2 separate regions of the Pan paniscus genome follow, and region 1 is linked to region 2. Evidence: chromatin contacts called from public Hi-C data. All regions are on one chromosome and are shown on one strand. Each heading gives the region's core, a stretch centred on a gene start, on an enhancer-like site or on the middle of the called end of the contact. The rest is flanking DNA. Distances are from core to core; before and after follow the strand shown.

Region 1 (7,037 bases), core at 2,066-4,565, 57 kb after region 2:
GGGAACCCAGCAAGGGGTGGGCAGGCACCTGCTGACACAGTCTTACCCAGGGGCAGGCCCATTCACTGCCCACACAGAGGTGAGAGGTGGGGGCCCTACCTGGGGTCCCTGCACCTCGACAGTAATTACTGCTTTCTGGCGGGCCACTGCCCAGACCACCTTGTTGATGGGAACTTGGTTCCAGGCTGAACAGGGCTTGGCCCTACTGCTCAAGGGCCCCCCCTTCCCACGACTGAGGCATGGGGGAGGGGTGTTGGGGGGGAGGGTTCAGACTCCCAGCAGCCTAAGGAAGAAGCAGCGAGATTCAGGGACAGTGGACCTAGAAACTGGGACTGATAGTCTGGGCAGGCTCTTAGGGTTTAAATCACACTTTTAGCCAAGGGAGCCCCCGGTGCACCCTCAGAAGTCTTCTGGATATAACTTCAGACACCTGGGTCCCCTAATGCATAACTACCGTGACAGCAGGTATAACTGGTATGTCAAACAAGCATAACTCCTAGGATCATCAATACACAACTTTATTTTTGTCTCCTACCTTCCTTTAGACTTTCTTTAGTGCAAGTAATCTCCCCTGTTTCTGAATTGGAACTCCCGCAGGCCCGTAACTTTTCTGCCCAATCCTAGGTAGAATAGAGTCCTGAAGTTACTTTAAGTCACAAGAAACATCTCAGTTCTGATGCTAGAATATCCAGTCCAAGATAGTGACCAAAACTGAACCTGATTTAGTGACAAGCTTTCCCCCTCCCGGGTGGGCAGCCTGCAGTGAGAGAGGAGGCCAGTGGCCTTTTCCTCAGTTTCTCAGCAGTGCTGTACCCAGCCTGGTCTTCAGCTCTCTGGGGTGGAGCCTGGAGAGAAGGAGGGGGAGGCCAGGGCAGTCCTACCCTGGGAAACAGGCTTTGGGCCTCTGGCTGGCCTTGGCCTATGTCTAACACCAGTTCTTTAGGCCTTGGTTAGGAGAAAGTCAATAAATTTCTGGGTTTTGTGCAATATTCCTGTAGCAAGAATGGTCCCCTAGAGTAACAATGACTAAAACAAGATAATATCTACATTCATACTCTGACACAATTCTCACTTATTCTGCAAACTCTGATTAAAGGTCCATATGTGATTAACGCTGGGATAGCCCTGGAGATGCAGAAAACAGCCTCGTTGGGATGTTTGATGCCCTTGGCTTCGTCACCCATCTCACAATGACCAGAAACTCAATGACACCCAGGTGAGGAGAAACTCATTTTTATCCCTGTTTAGTCAATAACCAGGAAGCACGGGGCTTACAATCTAGAGAACACTTCTAAAGACTACATCTTCAGCAGTACCCACTTTACTGACGGGGAAATGAGCCTCAGAGAGATTAACTAATGTGCCTAATGATATTTGGTAACTGACAAGGTTTAGACTCTAACCAAGGTCTTCTGGTCCTAACTTCAGAGTCCTGTGCCCTTAAGACCACAATCTGACTCTCTTTTGTTGTCTGTGTGAGAGAAGAGTGAGGCAGGGATCTGAGTACATGAGAACGAACCAGGGAGGAAGGGCAGGCAGGCTAAACTCTCCCCGGGATCAGCAGAAAGCGGCCAGGACTCAGACACTCACTGTGGCCATGGAAGCTGCAAGGCAGATTTAAACTCCAGACATTTGAGACACCATGTAAGCCCTCCAGTACTGTAATATTTTTGGCGAGAGGAAGATGCAAGGAACACTTAAGATTTGGAATTGTTAATAGCAGTGAAAACACTACTTGAAAGCTGAAGGGAATAGCATGATGCCTGCTTGCAGCTCCCAGCTCACATTCATCCCCTCAGCCACCCAACATAAGGAGTTTATTTTCCCAAGAGTTCAGACAGGAGTCCCAGAACAGATGCTCATTGGCTCAGGCGGGTCACATGTCCCTCCCTAAACCAATCACTATAGCTAGAGGATTTGGAGCCCTGATTGGTCAGGCCTGGGTCACGTGGTTGATTTGGAGTTTGCAAGGTGGAGTTAGCTCCCCGGCCCTACTTAAAATGTGGGTAGGGAAGAGCTCTTAGCAGAAGGGGGAAGGGGGAACAGGAAATGGGAAATTAGATAAGAAAGAGGGCTTTGTACCACAGAAGGATTTCTACTTTATAGATTGGCAGTAGGAGCCCACAAATGCTTTCACATGGGAAAAGACATTTTCAATGTTGGGGGTCATGAAGGTGAATAAGGCAGCCAAGAAATTGTTGCTACCTAATCATTAGGTGTCAGTTAAACATGCATAGTATCGGCTGGGCGTGGTGCTGTAATCCCAGCACTTTTGGAGGCCGAGGCAAGTGGACTGTCTGAGCTCAGGAGTTCGAGACCAGTCTGGGCAACATGGCAAAAGCCGGTCTCTACAAAAAATGCAAAAATTAGTTGGGTGTGGTGGCACGCCTGTGGTCCCAGCTACTCGGGAGGCTGAGGTGGCAGGATTGCTTGAGCCCCGAGTTGAGGCTACAGTGAGCTGAGATTGCACCACGGCACTCCAGTATGAGTGAAAGAATGAGGACCGGGCGCGGTGGCTCACGCCTGTAATCCCAGCACTTTGGGAGGCCGAGGCGGGCGGATCACGAGTTCGGGAGATCGAGACCATACTGGCTAACGCGGTGAAACCCCGACTCTACTAAATATACAAAAAATTAGCCGGGCGTGGTGGCGGGTGCCTGTAGTCCCAGCTACTCGGGAGGCTGAGGCAGGAGAATGGAGTGAATCAGGGAGGCAGAGCTTGCAGTGAGCCAAGATCACGCCCCACTGGACTCCAGCCTGGGCGACAGAGCGAGACTCCGTCTCAAAAAAAAAAAAAAAAGAATGAGACCCCATCTCTAAAAAAAAATAAAAAATAAAATAAACATGCATAGTATCTATTAATGTAAGTTACTCGGCAATATGGACAATGAGTAAGAGGGTAAAATCTGGTTCTGTCACTTACCAGACTTTGAAGGAGTTACTTAATTTCTCTTTGCCTCAGTTTCCTCATCTGCAAAATGAGGACAGTAACAATAACTGCTCCTAGGTTTGTTGTGCAGATTAAACAAATGTATACACCGTAAGGCACTTCAAGAAGGGGTAGTCAGAGTGTTTGCTTCAGTTCCCAGGAGCTGGGAGACCTCACATCCTGGCGGAGCCTCTGGTTCTGGCTGCACAGACCTGACTAGCCTGGCCTGGCCGCAGTAGCTGGCCCTGAGTAGTGACCCGCTCGCCCGCTGCCCTGGGAAGCCTCACTTGGCTGACAAACAGGAAGGTGGCAGGGCTGCCTGTGTGCCCTTGCCGCCCCCACAGCCCTGTGTCTGGCCCCAACCCTCATCTCTACTCGCGGCTGCGGTGAACTTGGATGGTGCTACTCTCACCACAAACCACAGTCCGTCACAAATTGCCGTGTGGTGAGTAGCGAGCACATTTATAATTGATGAAATCAGGGGGTGAGAGCTCATCTCTGAGATGCTCAGTAAACAAAGCCCTGTTCCTTGGGTGGGGGAGGGGGTGCTTGAGAGTAAACAAGGGGACAGGAATGTGGGGGGGCTTAACTCTCCTGGAGAGTACATGAAAGGTCTCACCCACCAGCTTTTGTTTTTATTATTAAATTTATTTTAAAGAGTTTCAATCCTATAGAAAAGTTGCACGAATATATAGACTCACATAGATTCCTTTTTTTTTAGAGACTGGGCCTCAGTCTGTCTCCCTGGCTGGAGTGCAGTGCTGCAATCATAGCTCACTGCAGCCTCAAACTCCTGAGGTCCTCTGATCATCCCACTTCAGCCTCCCAAGAAGCTGGAACTACAGGCGTGTACCACCATGCCCACGTAATTTTTACTTTTTTTTTTTTTTTTTTGTAGAGATGGGGTCTCACTATGTTGCCCAGGCTGGTCTCAAACTCCTGGCCTCAAGTGATCCTCCTATCTCAGCTTCCCAAAATGTTGGGATTTACAGGTGTGAGTCACTGCACCTGGCCTAATAATTATAATCTTCAGTCTTTTCTTACTAGTCTGTTCTTAGTCTCATTCTGTTTAACCATTTGTGAGTAAGCTGCAGAGATCATGAACTTCCCTGCTAAATACCTCAAGGACATTTTCTTACATACCTATAAGAATGACTAACGGCCGGGAGCGGTGGCTCATGCCTGTAATCCCAGCACTTTGGGAGGCTGAGGCGGGCAGATCACGAGGTCAAGAGATCGAGACCATCCTGGCCAACATGTTGAAACCCTGTCTCTACTAAAAGTACAAAAATAAGCTGGGTGTGGTGGCGCCCGCCTGTAGTCCCAGCTACTCAGGAGGCCGAAGCAGGGGAATCGCTTGAACCCGGGTGGCAGAGGTTGCAGTGAGCCGAGATCACACCATTGCACCCCAGCCTGGTGACAGGGCAAGACTCCGTCAAAAAAAAAAAAAAAAAAAAAAAAGAATGACTAATATCAGAAAATGTAATAACACAATACTAATATAAAATCCATGTTCAAATCTCACCAATTATCCAATACAATCCTTTTTAGCAACTCTTTTTTCCCAATCAAGCCTGATTAGCCTTTCAATAGTCAAGGTCCCAGGTAATTGTCATCCTTGGTCCCCCACCCCACTGGGGGCTAGAATCCCACAGTCAGGTAGGAGTGATGAAGCTGTGGTCAGATCAGAAAACAAGGCCAAGCTTAGGATAACAGCTGGAGCCAGATGTAGAATCTGGCTAAGTAAGCTCTGGGAGCCCTGGAAGCTGTTTCCAGAAGGTCCCCAGGGATGGGAGCCCAGGTGAGCAGGGAGAGTGGCATGGAAGCTCTTACTGGGAGCCCAAGGGAGACAGGAGGCTCTCACACTTCTGTCACAGCAGCCAAACCCTGGGCATGGACAGGTGGGGACAGGAGAGATGTTAGGAAGATAGGGAGGAGATCATCAACATTTCAGGCACAGAAGCTGGCAGAAGAGAGACACCTTTGTCATCTGTATTATGCTAATTGGTTAGTCTGTATATTTATTTAACAAATGTCTATTGCACCCTTACTGTATGCCAAAAACTATTTTAAGTGCTGGGGATACAGACCCAGTTCCAGCCTTAAGGTGTTTATGTTCTATTGGGAGATGGGATAGTTTGCACTGTTGTTGTGAAAACGGTCACCCCCCATCCCCTCCCACTCCCCTTCACAACAGGTGTAAGAGAGTAAACTTGCCCAATCCACTGCTATTACACTTGGCCATGAGACTTCTTTGGCCACTAGAATGTTAGCGGTGTGTCATGATCACCCTTAACCGTGCTGTGAGGTTTGGCTTGGCTTTTAAGTTCCTGCCATTCTCCAAGAGAAGCATGTGCCCCAGGGAGCTGCTGGTCCAAGGAGAATGGAGAGAGACATGGAGTCCACCCAAACCCAAGCCACAGCCTGGAGCTGCCCTGCTCGGGCTGACACACAGACTCACAAATAAGAAAGATCAGCACTTGTTTGGAGCCTCTGAGTATCGGGGTGGTTTGTTACACAGCATCATTTCAGCAGTAGCTGACTAAGATGGGTGGAGACAGAATATAAACAAGCCAACTAAGACATGTGTGATGTCTTAGTGATAAGAACAGGAAGACAAAGAAAGCAGGAGAAGAGGAAAAGAGTGGTCAGTGCTGTTATAGATAGGGCAGCCAGGGGAAGCCCCCTGATAAGGGAGCAGAGATCTGAAGGAAGTGGGGGAAGGAGTTATCCAGGGCAGGAATTTCTCAAGGAGGAAACAGCAAGCGCGAGGCTCCCCAGGCAGGCACAAGCTGAGCCCAGGAGCAAGCCTGTATGGCTGGAGCAGAAGGAGCCAGCAGGGATAGGGTGGAGTGATAGGAGATGGTTCAGAGAGGAGGCTGGGGCCAGATCCAGTGGAAAGGACTTGGACATTTATTGGACTTGGACATCATCTCGTATAACTTGTTCCTAGCTGTCTGATGAAAGAGCGGACATGCAGAAAGGGCGCTGGCTGAGCTCCCTGGTTTGGGATTAGTACTGGCAGTGCCAATGTCGGCCACATTCAAGCCAGTGTTCCAGGGGCCTTCTCTCAGTCTCATGCTCCTGCTTTTCCTTGAGATTCTCCCCTCTCTTGTCCCCTCCCTATCTTGGCTCTCTACCCACCACCCCAACACCTCCAGCTCCCCCTCTGCTCCCCCTTTTGCTCCCCTGGACCTTCCTGGCTCTCGGCCTTCAACCCTCAGCCCTCAGCCCCTTTGGCTCTCAAGGTGGGGACCACTCCCACCTCTCCAGCCCTGTCTTGGAGCCCTGGGCATTCTGTCACTAGCTCTCTGCTTGGTCCTGTCCCTCAGGTGGCCTGTGGTCCTTTCACACTGGACATGCCTCAAACGGAGCCCATCGCCAGGGGAAGGGCTCTCAGGGACTATCTGAAACCTCGGGAGCTTCGTAGACCCCTCTACAAAGGGGAGCCAGTGGCCCAGCCAGTGGCTTTATTTTCCTAAGATACTGATTTCAACATGTCACTCCCCAGCCTTCTGTCTTGGATGGCAGCTCTTCTCTATGGGATGAAGGAACCCTCCTCGGCCCAGCACTGAAGGTCTTCTACCGTCTGGTCTCAGCTCACCTTTGCATCGGCTCCCACCGCCAGCCAAGCTGGATGCCCTCCCACCCCATGCCTCAAGCACACCCTGCTTCTAGGTCCTTACTCACAGGGCCCTTTGCTCAGTGGGAGTTTGCTGAGGGCCCACTGTGTGTGGGCGCTTTCCAGGGTGCTAGGCACAGAGGAGCAGCTGGCAGACTTACATTCGTAGAGCACACTCGGGTGCCTCCGCTGCGCCTCCCTGCACCTCCCCTTCCTTCCCTTCCCTCAAGGCTGGTCACCTATGGCCTCCACGACCAATGTCTCCCTGCTCCTTGGTCATTGGGAAGGTAAGCATACCTTGCCTTGTGTCTGATTGTTCTTTTAAATGAAGATTTCCATTTTTAACTATAGAAGTGACACATCCTCATTGTGAAAAATATGGAGAATGTGGAAAAGAAAGAAGCAAAAGAAGTTATATAACCTGGCTAAGAACATGGAGAAGCTTCTCTTAAAAAGAGGTGTCCTCAGCTGCTCGCCTTCCACACG
Region 2 (6,862 bases), core at 2,473-4,972:
AAAACAGCCCTGCAATACCCTCATCAGACCACCAAACTCTTCACACTCCCTCAGACACAGCATTCACTTCCAGAAATAACTCTAAAGTTTTGTTTTGTTTTTTTAAACTTTGTGGAATACTACTCAGCCAAAAAAAAAAAAAAAGAAAAGAAAAAGGAACATGTTACTGATATGTACAACTTGGATAATGGAAATAATGCTGAGTGAAAAAAAAATCCACAAAGGCTACATACTAATTGATTCCATTTATATAACTTTTTTTTTTTTTTTTTTTTGAGACAGTCTCACTCTGTCACCCAGGCTGGAGCACAGTGGCGCGATCTCAGCTCACTGCAACTTCCGCCTCCTGAGTTCAAGCGATTCTCTTGCCTTAGCTTCCCAAGTAGCTGGGATTACAGGTGCGTGCCACGATGCCCAGCTAATTTTTGTATTTTTAGTAGAGACAGGGTTTCGCCATGTTGGCCAGGCTGGTCTCGAACTCCTGACCTCAAGTGATCTGCCTGCCTCGGCTTCCCAAAGTGCTGGGATTACATGAGTGAGCCACCGCACCTGGCCGCATTTATGTAACAATTTTGAAGTGAAAAAAAAAAAAATGACAGAAATGGAGATTAGATGAGTAGTTGCCAGGGGTTAGTTGTGGGAGGGAGGGAAAAGGAGGGAAGGAGGTGGGCAACAGGAGAAAGACTTGTGGTCACAGAGCTGTGCTTTATCTTGACTGTGGTGGATCCCCAAATTTACCCGTGACAAGATTGCATAGAACTAAGTATACACACACGTGAATGCGTGTGCACGCACACAGTAGAGGTTAAACCACGGGAGATGTGGGTAAGATTGGTAAATTGTGTCAATATCAATATCCTAGTTGTGATATTGTCCTATAGTTTCGCGAGGTGTTATTGTTGTGGGAAACTGGATAAAGGATACACGGAGTCTGCATTTTCTTTTTTTTATTTTTATTTTTTGAGACAGGGTCTCACTCTGTCATCCAGGCTGGAGTGCAGTGGCACGAGTATGGCTCACTGCAGCCTCGACCTCAACCTCAAGTGAACCTCCCACCTCAGCCTCCCAAGTAGCTAAGACCACAGGCGTGCGACCCCATGCCCAGCTAATTTTTAAATTTTTTGTAGAGACTAGGCCTCACCATGTTGCCCAGGCTTTTATTTCTTATAAGTATATTTAAATTTATAATTATATCCACATTTTAAAATTTTAATTTAAAAAATTACTCCGAGGCCGGGCATTGTGGCTCATGCCTCTAATCCCAGCACCTTGGGAGGCCGAGTTGGGCAGATCACCTGAGGTCAGAAGTTCGAGACCAGCCTGAGTAACATGGAGAAACCCCCGTCTCTACTAAAAATACAAAATTAGCCAGGCGTGGTGGTGCATTCCTGTAATCCCAGCTACTCGGGAGGCTGAGGCAGGAGAATTGCTTGAACCCAGGAGGTGGAGGTTGCAGTGAGCCAAGATTGTGCCACTGCACTGCAGCCTGGGCCACAGAGAGAATCTGCCAAAAAAAAGAAAAAAAAAAATTTCAGCCGTACAAGGATGTTCATAGCAACCCTGCTGAAAATAGGAAAAAAAATTGGAAATAACCTAAACTACTCACAATAGGAATCAGCTAAAACCCTGGGGGTTTAATTCCAGGGAATACTGTGAACAATGACAAGTTTGTGGACTGAGTAAAAATAAAGAGCTGTCAATGACTTAACATTAAATGAAACGGCAGAAGATGTCACAGCAGGTTCTCGCTGAGCCATTCAGAGGGGTGTGGATCATTTGGAGGTTCAAGTCCACTGGATTCTTCTTTTTCCTTTTAATATTACTTCACTTCCAAATAAGGAAAGGAAAGGAAAGGAAAGGAAAGCACGTCCAGTCCTGAGACTTGCCATCCTGCAGTCACCCCTCCTTTTGTCTCCAGCAGGTGGCAGACGCGTTCCAGGGATGAATCCCACTGCCTCTGTTTAATGCAGACGGTCCAGCCGCTCCCAACAGCAGGTGGGGCTATAAGCATCCATCCTACCTGCTCAAGGAACCCAGGCATCAGAACTGCTCTCTCCCAAGTCCATTGCAAGAAGGCAGTCATCTGGTCATGAGAGGGTTAACAGTCCACATTCCAGAGCAAGGGAAAAGGAGGCTGGAGGGTCATAGACAAGGGGAGGAGGCGCGGAGGGCCAGCTTCTCACAACACTACCGGCTCTGCTGGGAGAGATAGATCACCCCCAACAATGGCCACAGCTGTTTTCATCTGCCCTGAAGGAAACTGACTTAGGAAGCAGGTATCAGAGAGGGCCCTTCCTGAGGGGGCTTCTGTCTGGCTTGTAAAACTGTCAGAGCAGCTGCATTCATGTGTCGGATGATGGATGATGGAAAGGAGGACAGTCGGCTGCAGATGGACACAGCGACTTGCAAGTTGAGGCAGGTGGCAAAGGACTTGCAGAGGCTCTGCAGGTGGGGCATACTGATTCATTGCCCAGTTAAAATACCAGAGGGTCTGGGCAGCCTCTTCACAGGAGCTGCTTGTCCTCAAACAATCTGTCTTCAATGAAAGACTCCTCTGGCCTTCCTTTCTCTTCTTGCACCTCAGGTGTGAACCCTTCTCCCCCACGCCTCTACCTGCCCCCCCGCCCCCCGCCCCGGCCCTGTGTGGCTCATTATATGCAGGGCCAAGGCAACATTTTCTCTTAGCTTCTTTGTGACCAGTTGGTCCTGGGATGGCTTCATGGAACACATCCTGTGGTGTGCACCAATGAAGCTTTCCATACAGGACTCAAAACTGTTTTTGAAAAATGTAACCAGCTGGAAGACAAGAAAATAAAATGTCAGCACTAAAAACGCTGGCTGTGGCTTTTGCTAAGGAAAGGAATTTGGTGTTGTCTTCTCACACACACAGACTGGTTGGGGAAATGACTGTCTTCAGCACATCACCCTGCGAGCCACAGTAAGTGCCCTGGCTCAGAAGTGCCTGTCACAGTGCACAGGATCCCTGAGGAGCATGAGCTGGGATTTCCTCTGTGCTGTCTATCACAGGAGCCTGAGTGACCAGCGCATCCTCGATTTGTAACCAGAATCCTGCCCCCTCTCCCAAGTGGGCACCCTTGCTCTGACCCTCTAGTTCTCTCTCTTGCCTTCCAGAGAATACCAAGAGAGGCTTTCTTGGTTAGGACAATGAATGCTGAGACTTGTGGAGTTGGGACCAATGGGATTTCTTTAAAAGCATCTTTTTGCCTCTGGCTGGGTCTATGGGGGTCAAACAGAAACGCCTTGGGCCATTTGTTGGTGGGGTGACAAATGAACTTGGCCTGAGAAATGGAATAGGCCGGGCTCAGCCCCGCGAAGCACTCAGAACTGCACATTTTCTTTGTTGAGCGGGTCCACAGTTTGTTTTGAGAATGCCCGAGGGCCCAGGGAGACAGACAATTAAAAGCCGGAGCTCATTTTGATATCTGAAAACCACAGCCGCCAGCACGTGGGAGGTGCCGGAGAGCAGGCTTGGGCCCTGCCTCACACGCTCCCTCTCTCTGGGTCACCTGGGAGTGCCAGCAGCAATTTGGAAGTTTGCTGAGCTAGAGGAGAAGTCTTTGGGGAGGGTTTGCTCTGAGCACACCCCTTTCCCTCCCCCCGGGGCTGAGGGAAACATGGGACCAGCCCTGCCCCAGCCTGTCCTCATTGGCTGGCATGAAGCAGAGAGGGGCTTTAAAAAGGCGACCGTGTCTCGGCTGGAGACCAGAGCCTGTGCTACTGGAAGGTGGCGTGCCCTCCTCTGGCTGGCACCATGCAGCTCCCACTGGCCCTGTGTCTCGTCTGCCTGCTGGTACACACAGCCTTCTGTGTAGTGGAGGGCCAGGGGTGGCAGGCGTTCAAGAATGATGCCACGGAAATCATCCCCGAGCTCGGAGAGTACCCCGAGCCTCCACCGGAGCTGGAGAACAACAAGACCATGAACCGGGCGGAGAACGGAGGGCGGCCTCCCCACCACCCCTTTGAGACCAAAGGTATGGGGTGGAGGAGAGAATTCTTAGTAAAAGATCCTGGGGAGGTTTTAGAAACTTCTCTTTGGGAGGCTTGGAAGACTGGGGTAGACCCAGTGAAGATTGCTGGCCTCTGCCAGCACTGGTCGAGGAACAGTCTTGCCTGGAGGTGGGGGAAGGATGGCTCGCTGGTGCAGCCTTCAAATTCAGGTGCAGAGGCATGAGGCAACAGACGTTGGTGAGAGCCCAGGGCAGGGAGGAGGCTGGGGTGGTGAGGGTATGGCATCAGGGCATCAGAACAGGCTCAGGGGCTCAGAAAAGAAAAGGTTTTAAAGAATCTCCTCCTGGGAATATAGGAGCCACGTCCAGCTGCTGGTACCACTGGGAAGGGAACAAGGTAAGGGAGCCTCCCATCCACAGAACAGCACCTGTGGGGCACCAGACACTCTATGCTGGTGGTGGCTGTCCCCACCACACAGACCCACATCATGGAATCCCCAGGAGGTGAACCCCCAGCTCGAAGGGGAAGAAACAGGCTCCAGGCACTCAGTAACTTGGTAGTGAGAAGAGCTGAGGTGTGAACCTGGTTTGATCCAACTGCAAGATAGCCCTGGTGTGTGGGGGGGTGTGGGGGACAGATCTCCACAAAGCAGTGGGAGAGGAAGGCCAGAGAGGCACCCCTGCAGTGTGCATTGCCCACGGCCTGCCCAGGGAGCTGGCACTTGAAGGAATGGGAGTTTTCGGCACAGTTTTAGCCCCTGACATGGGTGCAGCTGAGTCCAGGCCCTGGAGGGGAGAGCAGCATCCTCTGTGCAGGAGTAGGGACATCTGTCCTCAGCAGCCACCCCAGTCCCAACCTTGCCTCATTCCAGGGGAGGGAGAAGGAAGAGGAACCCTGGGTTCCTGGTCAGGCCTGCACAGAGAAGCCCAGGTGACAGTGTGCATCTGGCTCTACTATTGGCAGGAATCATGAGGCCATGGGGGCGTCTGGAATGACACTTCAGACTAAGAGCTTCCCTGTCCTCTGACCATTATCCAGGTGGCAGAGAAGTCCACTGCCCAGGCTCCTGGACCCCAGCCCTCCCTGCCTCACAACCTGTTGGGGCTATGGGGTGCTAAAAAGGGCAACTCCATGGGAGGCCAGCCAGGACCCTCTGTCTTCAAAATGGAGGACAAGGGCGCCTCCTACCACAGCTCCCCTTCTAGGCAAGGTCAGCTGGGCTCCAGTGACTGCCTGAAGGGCTGTAAGGAACCCAAACACAAAATGTCCACCTTGCTGGACTCCCACGAGAGGCCACAGCCCCCGAGGAAGCCACATGCTCAAAACAAAGTCATGATCTGCAGAGGAAGTGCCTGGCCTAGGGGCGCTATTCTCGAAAAGCCGCAAAATGCCCCCTTCCCTGGGCAAATGCCCCCCTGACCACACACACACTCCAGCCCTGCAGAGGTGAGGATGCAAACCAGCCCACAAACCAGAAAGCAGCCCCAGACGATGGCAGTGGCCACATCTCCCCTGCTGTGCTTGCTCTTCAGAGTGGGGGTGGGGGGTGGCCTTCTCTGTCCCCTCTCTGGTTTGGTCTTCAGACTATTTTTCATTCTTTCTTGTCACATTGGAACTATCCCCATGAAACCTTTGGGGGTGGACTGGTACTCACACAACGACCAGCTATTTAAAAAGCTCCCACCCATCTAAGTCCACCATAGGAGACATGGTCAAGGTGTGTGCAGGGGATCAGGCCAGGCCTCAGAGCCCAATCTCTGCCTGCCCAGGGAGTATCACCATGAGGCGCCCATTCAGATAACACAGAACAAGAAATGTGCCCAGCAGAGAGCCAGGTCAATGTTTGTGGCAGCTGAACCTGTAGGTTTTGGGACAGAGCTCAGGGCCCCTATGGTAGGAAAGTACCTACAGTAAAAAGCAGCCCTCAGCTCCATCCCCCAGCCCAGCCTCCCATGGATGCTCGAACGCAGAGCCTCCACTCTTGCCGGAGCCAAAAGGTGCTGGGACCCCAGGGAAGTGGAGTCCGGAGATGCACCCCAGGCTTTTGGGCAATTTCTTTTCTCTGGCTGGGCCTCAATATTCTCATTGATAATGAGGGGGTTGGACACACTGCCTTTGATTCCTTTCAAGTCTAATGAATTCCTGTCCTGATCACCTCCCCTTCAGTCCCTCGCCTCCACAGCAGCTGCCCTGATTTATTACCTTCAATTAACCTCTACTCCTTTCTCCATCCCCTGTCCACCCCTCCCAAGTGGCTGGAAAAGGAATTTGGGAGAAGCCAGAGCCAGGCAGAAGGTGTGCTGAGTACTTACCCTGCCCAGGCCAGGGACCCTGCGGCACAAGTGTGGCTTAAATCATAAGAAGACCCCAGAAGAGAAATGATAATAATAATACATAACAGCCGACGCTTTCAGCTATATGTGCCAAATGGTATTCTCTGCATTGCGTGTGTAATGGATTAACTCGCAATGCTTGGGGCGGCCCATTTTGCAGACAGGAAGAAGAGAGAGGTTAAGGAACTTGCCCAAGATGACACCTGCAGTGAGCGATGGAGCCCTGATGTTTGAACCCCAGCAGTCATTTGGCTCCGAGGGGACAGGGTGCGCAGGAGAGCTTTCCACCAGCTCTAGAGCATCTGGGACCTTCCTGCAATAGATGTTCAGGGGCAAAAGCCTCTGGAGACAGGCTTGGCAAAAGCAGGGCTGGGGTGGAGAGAGACGGGCCGGTCCAGGGCAGGGGTGGCCAGGCGGGCGGCCACCCTCACGCGCGCCTCTCTCCACAGACGTGTCCGAGTACAGCTGCCGCGAGCTGCACTTCACCCGCTACGTGACCGATGGGCCGTGCCGCAGCGCCAAGCCGGTCACCGAGCTGGTGTGCTCCGGCCAGTGCGGCC

What was found. Hi-C and Micro-C count contacts between places; a contact is called where the count stands out from the background.
Region 1: a Hi-C map of induced pluripotent stem cells shows a contact between it and region 2, with 3 times the contacts expected there. The contact joins the enhancer-like site here to the promoter of SOST in region 2. A contact is called at or near these places in 2 of 3 Hi-C or Micro-C datasets (fibroblasts and induced pluripotent stem cells).

What each region holds. Positions count from the first base shown.
Region 1 is chr19:21,203,911-21,210,947 of NHGRI_mPanPan1-v2.0_pri, forward strand. LOC129394449 (a long non-coding RNA gene) reads left to right here and starts at 6,643. Exons shown (of 4, transcript XR_008621732.2): 1 at 6,643-6,838. Within about 2 kb of position 3,316, at least 1 of the 2 cell types and tissues checked has open chromatin away from gene starts, as enhancers often do.
Region 2 is chr19:21,146,041-21,152,902 of NHGRI_mPanPan1-v2.0_pri, forward strand. It overlaps SOST (sclerostin), which reads left to right and starts at 3,723. Exons shown (of 2, transcript XM_003828171.5): 1 at 3,723-3,992; 2 at 6,752-6,862. The coding sequence starts at 3,773.